Linked DNA regions of Gossypium arboreum: region 1 is linked to region 2. Evidence: chromatin contacts called from public Hi-C data. All regions are on one chromosome and are shown on one strand. The core of a region is the stretch at or near the end of the contact, and the rest is flanking DNA. Distances in the headings are between cores, read along the strand shown.

Region 1 (5,937 bases), core at 2,416-4,915, 500 kb after region 2:
TATAGATCAGACGAATGTGTTATCGGGAGAGCATACCATGTAGACATGAGACAAAAGACCTGCAACTGTGAGAGATTCAAACACTTCGTTATCCATGCGCACATGTAATTGCGACACGTGTCTTGACACATGTAAATTGCATGAGTTATGTTGACAAAGTTTACAAACTAGACTACACATATAATGTTTGAAAATTTAAATTCCCACATGTCTTGGATGAAAGGATGTAGTTGCCTACCTTACACACTCATTTTGAGTTGGTAATTGATATTATCTTGTAGCGTAAGTTAAAAGGTCGATTGAACTCAACTCAGATATGAGACAATATAAATCTTCGAGAGCGGACAGACCAACCAAGGTTATGCAGTCATTGTAGAAACCCAGGGCATACTAAGTCAACATGTCCACACTTGAAAGGAAAATCAAGAAGAACAACTAATTAGAACACTAACTCATTCCTATTAAGAAATATTGAAAAAAAAACAAACAAATATACAAACAAACAAGCAAATGATTTGTTCATTTATTTATTTATTTTTTTGAGAAATTGTAAGTTAATATTAATTATTTAAGTAACATATATTACAATGGAATTTTTTTTTTGCTCGTACCTTGTGACTAAATCCTTGCTTTTTGAAAAGATTATAATAAATTATTGTGTCAGAGAAATAATACATGGAAGGAGAAAAACTTAAATGAAAAATTAACACAAATGAAAAAATAATTGGAACTAACCATATGATATGGTACAATACAAATCAATTTAATAAATTTGTTGCGTAGATTATAAATAAGTGTACATTTGGGATGTAAAATAAAGAATACAATTTGGTGTCAATGAAAGTGGAACAAGTACATTATGGATGAAAACATTTATTACAACACAAGTTAAAATTTAACAAACTAAAAAAATGAACTATTTGAAAAAAAATTACAAATAACAAAATTATTGGCGTCCCGAATGTGTACCACAACCAAGTAACCGTTGGGTACGCCTAGGGTTCTGTCGAATAAGTTAGGGTGTCGTTTCCTCATCTTCTTTATCTTCATCTTCACCTCAACCTCAATGTTGATCTCTCTCTTCATCTCATTCCTTCGTGGTTGAGTGCGTTTAGGTCCTAAGAGCCTATCGTACATCCCTCGTTGTATTAATAGGCAGTTGCGACAATGACCTACCCCGGTAGAACAACGATGCTGAGGTTGTTTACGACATTATCGACAGATAACTGTATGGTGTCGCATAAGACGATTTTGGATAACATGTGAGAATTTTCGGTGATACCAGATACATCGGTGTTGCTGGCAACAATGACATGTAATATGGTTCTGTGGGTGGCAGTTGTGCTAAAAATAGACCTGAAGGTGTTGATGCAGTGAATGATGGTGTGTGTTGTGGTGCTTGTGTAAAACAAAATTGGGTTAGCACCAGAAAAAATGAACCATACTGATTAGGAGGTTGCACGCCCATCTAGTTCTCATATGGAGCTGGAGCAAATGTTACTCCCCTTGTGGCTTGTTCTTCCAGCCTAGGATTGTTGGACACTCGTCTTCACCTCCTACGGCAATGTTGCCTACTCCTTTCCCCATTTGATAGTAGATATGACATGTCGTTATGCCTGAACCATGTAATGTAATCCAGAGATGTCGCCAACTTTGATGTGAGAAATGGTTCATGCGTTAGCAAGTAATCATACTTTCACTACTACATCTTGATATACTTCTGGTGGAATTTTGACTAATCTTCCTCAAGTCTCCCCTACAAGTCGATCTTGTGTAGGTCATCGAGATCCTGGGGCGATGGTGGAATATGTTGCGTACATCCAAACTGCCACATCACTTAGTCGAATTCGTACATCTCAACCATTACAAAAACGATCAAAGACACTTTGACGTGTTAGATGTTGCGATTGGCCAAAAAGTCGGTTAGGATGCATTCTTGAATTCTTGGATCGACATATGACATCCATTCAAATTGTAGTATGAATTTATTAATTTTAGCATGTGCCTAATATTTAATTTCAAAAGCTAAAGTAAATATTATATAACTTTAAATTTCATAAAATAACCTCCTGTTCTGATTTTTTATCTAACGCTAACCGAATATCCTCGAGCTTGGTCAGTATACCTATGTTTCTTGCGCAATTATTCCACCTGTTCAAATAATATGTTATTTTAAAATTATAACACTAGAAAAAATATTAGGATAATGATATTATCAAACGAATTTTACCATATTACGAGTAAGGATTCGTAAGGGGGTCTACTCGGGGCTATAAAAATGGTAGTTGATACCATGCCCACGACTGAAGGAGCATGCAACCGTTGATTTTAACTTTTTCTGGTTTTGTGGCCTAACACATCTTTTAGTATAATGTCGCCAACACCGTTGATGCCTAATTGAGTCATCTCGCATCTTTCAAGTTGACTAATAGCAGTAGCCACCTTAAATGTACCAGATTTCAAATTTTACCTAGCATAAGCAAACCCTCGATCAACTTTAAAATGAATGCGTGCATGAATTGTTCTTGTTCAACGTCACTCGCAGAGGCGTCAATATGCTTGAAGTTATCCTCCAAACATCCCATCTCGATTTGGCTTCCCTTAAACTTGTTTGACACTTTCCTTAATAGTTGCTCGCATGTTGCGCTCTAATTGGCACTCACCACTGCCCTTGTAACGACTTCCCCATCGACTAGTAGACTGAATTATAAACCAACGTCCTCGAGTGTAATTGTACACTCACCGTAGGGAAGATGGAATGTTTGTGTCTCGGGTCTCTATTTTTCCACCAAAGCACTTATAAGTGGGGGGTCCAATTTAGCCCCCCCGAGCATGCGAGCCACGTACAAGAATCCCAAATCTTGCAAATGTCCATGAATGACAACGGGTGCACTCACACATAAATTGTGTATAGACTCCAAAATTCGATTTTTGGCCTGGGTATATAAATATAAAAAATGATAAAATTAATAATGTTAACACCATAATAATTAACTAATTAAAATTAAATAAATTAATAATATTTTCTTACCATTTGTAGTTGGACGTCGGAGATGTACTTGTTATACAAATGAATAAGTTAATTTACCATTTTAGAAATTAAAAGGAATAAAATAAAATCGAAGAGAATAGGATTGAGAGAAAGATTTAAAATGAAATTATTGAGAGAATAGATTTGAATGAAGTTTAGAGGGGTTTATATAGAAAAAAAAAGACTGTTAGGAGATGTAACCATTGAAATTGTGATTGTTGGGAGAAATGTTATCGCAACCTAAAAACGTACCCTATAAGACTTATTTTTTCTTTTTCTCTCAAAAAAGGGTCTATTCTAATAACTATAAAAAAAAAAAAGAACTAAATCCATAAATATCAGTATATATATAAATTAGTGGGGAGTTATGTTTACTGTCAAATATGAGAAGAGGGGAAGCATCGTTAGCAAATAGCAATGCAGCCGTGCTATCAACTTCAAACTCATAGTTAAATATTACAAGTTACCCCAAGTAATAAGAAAGAGAGAAAATAACAAAATTGGGTCCGTGTGTGTTTTTTTTCCACAGCATGATGCAAAAGCTTTGGTCTGTAGCATTTTAGTAGTGCCCATCCCCATTTAATGAAATTTATTATTATTTAAAACCTAAGAATCTATATTTTACAGGGGCTGCACTTTTATTATTATTATTATTAATTCCTACAATTTTTTTTTGAGAAAAAAAACCCTCCATTAAATAAACAATTAAAGAAATAAATTGTTTAATAATTTTTCAACTTGTGTTTATAAAAAACAAGTCGTCTCTTCTTCCCTTTCTCTATCTAGTGTGGTTGGAGAACTTGAAAAGCAAACTACTGACGGTTAAGCCTAAAAAAACGCTCTCAAACACTGCTTCTGCCTCTCCTCTACCTTCCTTCACAACCTAACTCTTCCATATATAAACTCTTAACATGATCCTCAACTTTGGTCAAGAACACCTTCTCTGAAACATACTCTGTTTTGACACAGAAATGAAAATGGTACAGAATGGTTTTGTTGGAGACAAAGAGATGGTTGCTTCTGCTGGTGGTGGTGGTGGAGGGACGGTGGTTGTTGGAGTAAAGCTTGATTCACCAAGCAGAGAGCTTTTAACGTGGGCTTTGGTTAAGGTGGCTCAGCCTGGTGACTGTGTCATTGCTCTTCATGTTCTTGGTAACAATGGTCAGTAAATTTTTTTTTCCTGTTTCAGGGTTTAAATTTTCTCTTCTTTTGAAAATATTTCTGGGGTTTGATTTTTTGTCTGGTTTATTGAAGTGGGATTTGGATTTTGTGTGTGTGTAGAAATCGTGGATCGAGATGGAAAATCTTCACTTCTGTCGCTTGTCAAAGCGTTTGACTCTGTTCTTGCTGTTTATGAAGGATTCTGTAATTTGAAACAGGTTTGGTTTCATGATCTACTTTTTCTTTCTTCTTTCTTTTTCTTTTGTTAAAAAACATTGTTTATAACAATCTACCTTCTTCTTTTTTCCCTATGATGAATTTGTTAACTTCATTTTTCTTTCCTGTTTGGTCAATTGGAACATGAAGGAAAATCAGAAATGGGAAAGTTGGTCTTTCCCTGCATGTTCAATTTAGCTATAGTTACACTTAGGATTGAAATAGCGGCCGCTACTTAGCAATAGCGCCAGCACTAGCCACGGCGGCCGTGAATATAAATCACGTCCCGTTTTGTGGTTCTAACAAATAAAAAACAAGAGCACCCTAGGATCCTAGAATAATAAAGAAAATGGAGGTCAGGGGAGGGATTTCTAACATCGTTGATGAATAACTGATTCTCAAGATCTAAAAGAGAGGGAAGAGTTTGGTCGGTGAAGATGGGGAAAGTTCATAAATGAGTTAAAAATATATGGTGTTTATTAAAATAAGAGTGTAATACGCACAGTTTTGAGGAGAAAAAATTGGGATGGGATTAATATTTTAGCTCATGCATATTTATATTTATCTTAATAAACTGTATATTGATACCTGATTTTAAATTTTAAATACAAATATGAATAAATATCATTATAAATATATTAAATAAGATCATAAAATATCTCAAAATTAACAACACAAAGAATTTTTATAATCATGTTAGTGATTATTAAATTTAAAATAAATAAAAAAATTTCACCAACACTATAGCAATGACCGAAAATGTGAGCGCTACCGCCGCCACCCGCCACCGCTATCGGAAAGAAAACGATTGTGAATATAAATCACAACAATAGATAGCGGCAATAACGTCCCGCTATTTCCATTTTTAAGCTTTCATAACGTTAAAGGTGACGATAGACAGAAGGCCGGTGCTAGAGAAAGAGAGAAGCAGATAGAAGATAGTAAATGTCAAAAAGAGATGAATTAAAAAATAAAAGAAATTCACGATTAGACTGCTAACAACAATTGATTAAGCATTTCACGTATCAAATTTAAGGCTTAGAAAAAAGAAATAAATCGGTTTTGGGTAATTATGTTGCAGGTGGATCTCAAACTTAAGATATGCAGAGGTTCTTCAATTCGCAAAATTTTAGTGAGAGAAGCAAAATCTTATTCTGCAACTAAGCTTATAGTTGGAACCGCCGCCAAACTCCATAAAATCCGGTCATCGACATCGGTAGCCAAGTATTGTGCCAAGAAACTATCCAACAACTGTTCTGTTCTTGCTGTTAATAATGGGAAAGTGGTGTTCCACAGGGAGGGTTCTCCCGGGACCATTTTTGGGGCAAAAGGTAAAGATTTTGTTTTGGTTGGTCATCCAGTTCTTGGATGTCGTGTAAGATTTTCGTGTTTTTTAAGGAATTTTTTCTTTGTTCCTCCAGGAAATGAAGATCATAAACGAAATAGCTTGCTTAATGCGCTTCACCGAACCATAACATTGAACAAGAATTCCAAAGTACTAAGTGAAGGGATTGCCAATGCCGAGGCCA
Region 2 (5,972 bases), core at 2,942-5,441:
TGGATTTTGTGTAATTAAATCGAAGTGTAATCATTGTGTTTTGGTGTCGTTTGTAGGATTTGAAGTGCTTGATTGAGTGGTGAATCAGAATTAGCATCAAGTGTGCGAAAATGACCCAAAAAATCAAACGAAACTTGATAAAATCGTAAAACATAGGCTGTTTTCGAAACTGCCCAATGACATACGACCATGTGGTAAATCATGTACACCACATGGTTGTGTAGGCCCTTTTGGCCAATTTTTGGGCTTAATTTGGGACCGTATGAGGGACTCAAAATTTGGGTCCGTAGGCATCGTAGGGGGCCGAAAAAGCGTAAGTTTTAGTATGTTATAATATATGGATAAACTTAGGAGGTATGTTAAGTAGGATATGTTAAACTATACCATGAGCTATGTTATGATCTATATGAGAATATACGAGTATGCATGCCATGTGATATATGATATGAATGTGTTTTAGGGTGTGTTTAGATGATGGGTTTAGAGGAGTTTCATTTGTATCAAAGTTTTCAAAATTCTAAAAATGAATTTACTTGTTTGAATAAAATCATTTGTGTGGAATTTCAAGAGGGGATTTCGATAGTTTAATTCTTATTTCCAAATTGCACCTGTTTTTCAAATTTCTTGGTAATTTTGTTTTATTTAAACACATGGTCCTACTATAACCTAAAAATTTAAACTTCAAAAATTATTTTATTTAATTCTAATATATGATATTAATATTTTATTTTATTAAAAATATTTTTGAATTTTTACAAATATAATGATAGCAATTATTTAAACCAATCAAAGCAATTACAATTGCTAGCTTTTTGAATGAATGAATTCTAATTTTTTTTAAAACATATTCTTAAAAGGATTTTTTTATTGTAAAAATTTATTATTCCATATGTCTTTTAAATAAGGCCATGTTTAATTAAATAAATAGAGAATCTAGTCTAAGGAGCTTTAATTAGAAAATGGAAATTAATTTGCGTTTCCCCAAAAAAAGCATTCTTAACATAACATGCATAGTGTTACATGCTAGCTTTGATGATCAATATGATAACTTTTCTTAATTCTTCCATTGTATAAACAATCATATCTTGAATATATAAAAAATAAGTCATTTTGAGATAATTACTGGGATATACATCTAATTAAAGCCAAAATAGAAAATTTTAAAGCATGATTCTATCCGAATATTATGTTTTGTTTGGAGAATAAATGAGTAGGTTCCATGGTTACTTTCTTAAGGTTGTATATGAATGAAACTTGAAAAATAATAAGAGTTGTCTGAAGATATGACAAGACTACAGCTTGCAACATATGTGAGGTAGAGGACATTGCTGTTTGATTATTTCTATTTCCTTTCCTGAAAACTATGCTTTTGGGAGTCTGCTTTTCTGTAAAAGAACCAGACATTCCTCTTATGATTTGGGTAACTTCTTAAGATAGCAGAAAGGGACAAGCCTGAATGCATGAGAAACAACCATATCAACCTTGGAATCAATCATAATACATTAAATCCTTCAACTCCACATTTATATCAACATCTCTTATTTTACCAAATTTACCAATTGAAAAAAAAAAAAAGAAAAAGAAAAGACCCTGGTGAAAAGCATAACAAGAAGCAAAAGTTACATACAGTTGTAATTTGCTTTTCCAACTCATTTTATGTATTATCAATTTACAGTACACCTGTAACCCACAAATCCTTAATATCTCTTCAGCAAATTTCTGATATGAAGTGAGCACCAAGTTTTTATTAATGTTTTCTTCTTCCTCCAGCCATTAAAATATTTTCCTATAACTTTTTTATAGGCAGGCCTTTGTTGCACCAAACCCCAGTAGTCTGCTATATTTGGCCTGCAACTTATATACTCATCTTCCAAACCCAGAAGCACCAATCGAGCCAGCACGGGTACAAATGTCGCATCCGCCATCGTGAACTCATCCCCCACAATATATGTTGTGTCATTCAGCTTTGTTTCAACTTCATCAAGCAATTGGACCAAGCTTTCTGTGCTCCTTTTAACAAGATCAGCATTCTTCAGCTTCTCCTCGGTCTCGTATGCTTCTCTGAGCTTGCTGTGGTAAGCACTAGCAAGGTCTGGTGATTCGGCCATCCGAGCGATCACCACTTTCCTTATGAATTTAGAAACGTAGAGGCGGTGCTTGTCAGGAATGTGCAATAGGGTGAAGTACTTGGGGTTCCATTGTTGTATCTTTTGCATCCATTCAATTACTTCTTGGTTGCTAAAGGAATCGTTACCAACTGAGACCACAGCAATTCTTTCAATGTACCTGCAATTATCTTTGCTAACTTTAGAATCTTCCCTTTAAGTAACAATGGTGGACTGACTGATTTCTGAAACATATTCGATCAGAATACTTCTTTTACATATGAAAAATGGGACACCTTTCCATCATAGAAATCTTAAAGGAGCAGATATGCTGTACTTTCCAATTACTTTTAAGGTTTAAAAGCAATTAGTAAGAGACATGACCTACATTACCTTGATTCGGGGTGAGTGTCATATTGAGATATATGTCCAATAAGGACACAAGTTCTGGACACAAATATTTTACAAAAAAATGAAGAATATCCTCTTCAGGAACCCATTACCAAGTACCATAAAGACAATTCTGGTGGTTTTTGCAATGCAAATTTCGATTGTGAATGAAAGATAGAGAACATACAAGATAGTTTCAATTGTGTCGAAAATGATATGAGAACCGTTCTTGAATACTGGGAGTTTGGCACTTGTATTCATCCTGAAGAAGGAAGAGTCCATGTTCTTGCCAAGAATAGGATTGACATGAAATGAGGTGTAATCAACGCCTTTCTCTTCCAAAGCAAGCCTCACCTTTTGGCTGTTCAATGAGCATGGATGATGATATAATTGCATGATTCAATTAAGAATGTTTTGAAACATTAAAACACTGTTTTCACCAACTTTGAAACTCTTTATCACACCACAATCAAGAACAAGAATTGATGAGGTCTGCAAATCAAACAGTAACAAGAATGTCTGATCAGCAATTTCATCAAACTTAATAGAAAAGAACCTTAGAAAATCACAACAATTTAAAGCATTAATGATTCGATAATACCAACAGTGGAATCCATGAACAGAAAAGAAATGCAGCAATCGAAGGGCCACTCTGCATAAATGTGTTAATTAGACTGAAAAAGAACAACAACAACAACAACAGTATGATCCTCAATTAGAACATTAAGGTTAAGTCATGTTGGTTAACCTTAAAAAATGCTAAGTTTATTCCCTGAATTCTTTAACAGAACAGTGAGCCACTGTCATGACTCCTATGAAGTACAGGGCAATTTATAACTAGATTTCAGATTCAAAATCATGTATGTAAATGAATTTTCTTTTGGAACTAAAGCAAGCTTATATAAAACTTAAGACCTAAAGAGACAACCTTAACACTTATGTAATGATTTTCCAAAACCTTATAACATCAATTCACCTCAAAATTGCAGAATCCTCAATCCAAAAAGAGAAATCATATGCTTTGGAGGGCAAACTTTAAAAAAAAAAAAATCAACTCCAAAAACCCATTAAAGAAATAAACCAACAAGAAGATCATAATGTTTCATAAAAGCCAACAAAAAAAAAAAAAATTCAATTCATGCAGACAATTAAATAAACTCCACAAATAGTTCAAAGCCAAGTGCGGGAAAGCAAAACTGTCGTTGACGAAAATTACAGTTCAGGAAGGGAAAATACATCATCATGGAAGTTACAAATTAAATTAAAGTATAAGTCTGGAAGCTTTTAAAACAACCAAAAAATCAAACAGAGCATAACCAAGGAAACCCAACTGCTAAGATGTTGATACCTGTAGAAGTAAATCAGAATTTAAAAAAAAAAAAACCATGAAATTTAATGGGTTCAACTTAACAAACCAGAACAGTTTTCCCAGAAAAAAGAACTTACCGAGATGAGAGTGGAAGCTTCAACAAGGGTCCTACAGAGTTTTTTTTTTTTGGGTTGATGTGGGTTTATTATTATATACTGTATATTTATAGAAATTGAAAAGGATCGAAAGATGAATAATTCATAGAAAGTGCGTTTTTACTTAAAAAGTTGTTTTTTTTTCTCTGTTCTTGTGCATTATATAAGAATAACGAGTTTCCAATTGGAAGGTGCAAAGCAAAAGATAGGAACCCTGTTACACTGCCCCTCGAATTATGGGTGTTGAAACTATGGTTTTAGTTAATATGAATCGAATTAGAAGTATTATTAATCGAATCATTTGAATTAAATTTTTTAAATATATAAATTGAATTAAAATATTTCGATTAATTTAATTGATTATTTAAATTAATTAAAATTTATATATTTTTATCTTTTGATTTAAATAAGTATAGAACAAATAAAAATACATTGATAATGTTCAATTTCTTTTATTTAATAGTTTAAATAACTTTAAATGGGGTAAAAATAATAAATAAGACATTAAAAACAACAAATATTTCGACTAAAAACCAAACACTACATAAATCTTGAAAACAATAAATATTTCGGTTGATTTTGTTAATAGCCTAATTTCAAACCGAATTAACTGATAACTAATTGACCGAATTAAATCGATTCGATTAATTAATTCAATTTTATACAAACCGTGATGTAACACCCCAAACTCGACCCAGACGTTATGGTCAAATTTGGCCCGTCACATTGAAGTGTTTTAGCGAAAACCGTGTTTTCATTGAAAACTCTTCTTAAAATAAAAGAAACCCTAATTAACTAGAAAAAAACCTTTCAGTTACGATAGCCTTGTTTAAAACATTTGATTTAAAAAAAAAAAACTTAGTTGCGGAAACGTAGAAAACATACTATAATTTAAGAAATCCATGTTCAACTTCTCGTAATTACAATGAAAATAATAATAATAATTCAAGTAACAATAACATAATGAAAACCTTATTACAATATGGTCTGAACACACTTAAAAAGAAATAAAACTTAAATGTTTAAAAAAAAAACCAAGTCCAAATTATCTTGCTAGCCGGCCACCCAGAGCCCCTCCAAATATCGAACCTTCTACTGAGCATCACCTGAAAAAAAAAAAAGAGGGGGTGAGTTTTCGCAAACTCAGTGTGTACAACCCTCGATGAAAAACAAGCATTCAAAAAGAAATCATCAAACATGCAATGCAATCCTATCCAAATTATCCATCCGCTACACACCAGCTCCGTCCCCCGTCACACCATGTGGGGATATAAATATCGACCCACCCAGCCCACACACCAATGGTAGCCCGATTGCGGAATTACCTTCATTTACATATTGGGCTTTAAAAGCTGTCGGTGGATCCACGATTGTTAGGCAACCATACGATCTTCATATACTTCCTCCGTTCCAAAGTTCCCACCCCATATGCAACCTAAGCAGAACATCATATGTATGCATGGCACATCCACAAAACTTACATTCACACCTAGGGGTATTTTGGTCATTTTCGCCCTTAGGGGCGTTTCAATAATTTTCCCTTAATTATGGTTTCCACTTACCTTGACCCGTTAACAACTCCCGCGAGCTAAGATGAACGAATACTATGCACCAGGTAGGATTTTAGAGAAGAAGAGGTGGGTCATTAAGACCGCTTAAGTACCAAGCTCTCCCTAGATCCAATCCTAGACATGCATATACCCGTTGTCACACCTTAACCCTTTGACTTGTCCACGATCTCAATATATTAATTAAGTCTTATGTAGTTATCATATTCTAGGCCCAAAACCCCTTACAATGCCCAAACAAATTCACATACCTGTATCTGGCCCACTAAGCCCAATCATATTCATATGACCCATTAGGCCCAAATCACCTAAATATGGCCCATTAGGCCCAAATCACATTTATATAGCCCGTTAGGCCCAGTCATATTCATATTCATGCTCACATACAAATTCTTATCACATAGCATCAATATTCAGTTTTTGCCTATTATGGGCCCAACAGCCC

Evidence for each region. Hi-C and Micro-C count contacts between places; a contact is called where the count stands out from the background.
Region 1: a Hi-C map of leaf shows a contact between it and region 2, with 4 times the contacts expected there. The contact joins the promoter of LOC108467296 here to the promoter of LOC108484364 in region 2. A contact is called at or near these places in 2 of 5 Hi-C or Micro-C datasets (both in leaf).

Annotation. Positions count from the first base shown.
Region 1 is chr2:57,729,396-57,735,332 of ASM2569848v2, forward strand. It overlaps LOC108467296 (protein kinase STUNTED), which reads left to right and starts at 3,666. Exons shown (of 10, transcript XM_017767906.2): 1 at 3,666-4,192; 2 at 4,313-4,410; 3 at 5,490-5,739; 4 at 5,830-5,937. The coding sequence starts at 4,003.
Region 2 is chr2:57,231,977-57,237,948 of ASM2569848v2, forward strand. It overlaps LOC108484364 (glutathione S-transferase TCHQD), which reads right to left and starts at 4,192. Exons shown (of 4, transcript XM_017788126.2): 1 at 3,942-4,192; 2 at 3,097-3,147; 3 at 2,683-2,987; 4 at 1,477-2,286. The coding sequence starts at 2,891. The coding sequence ends at 1,698.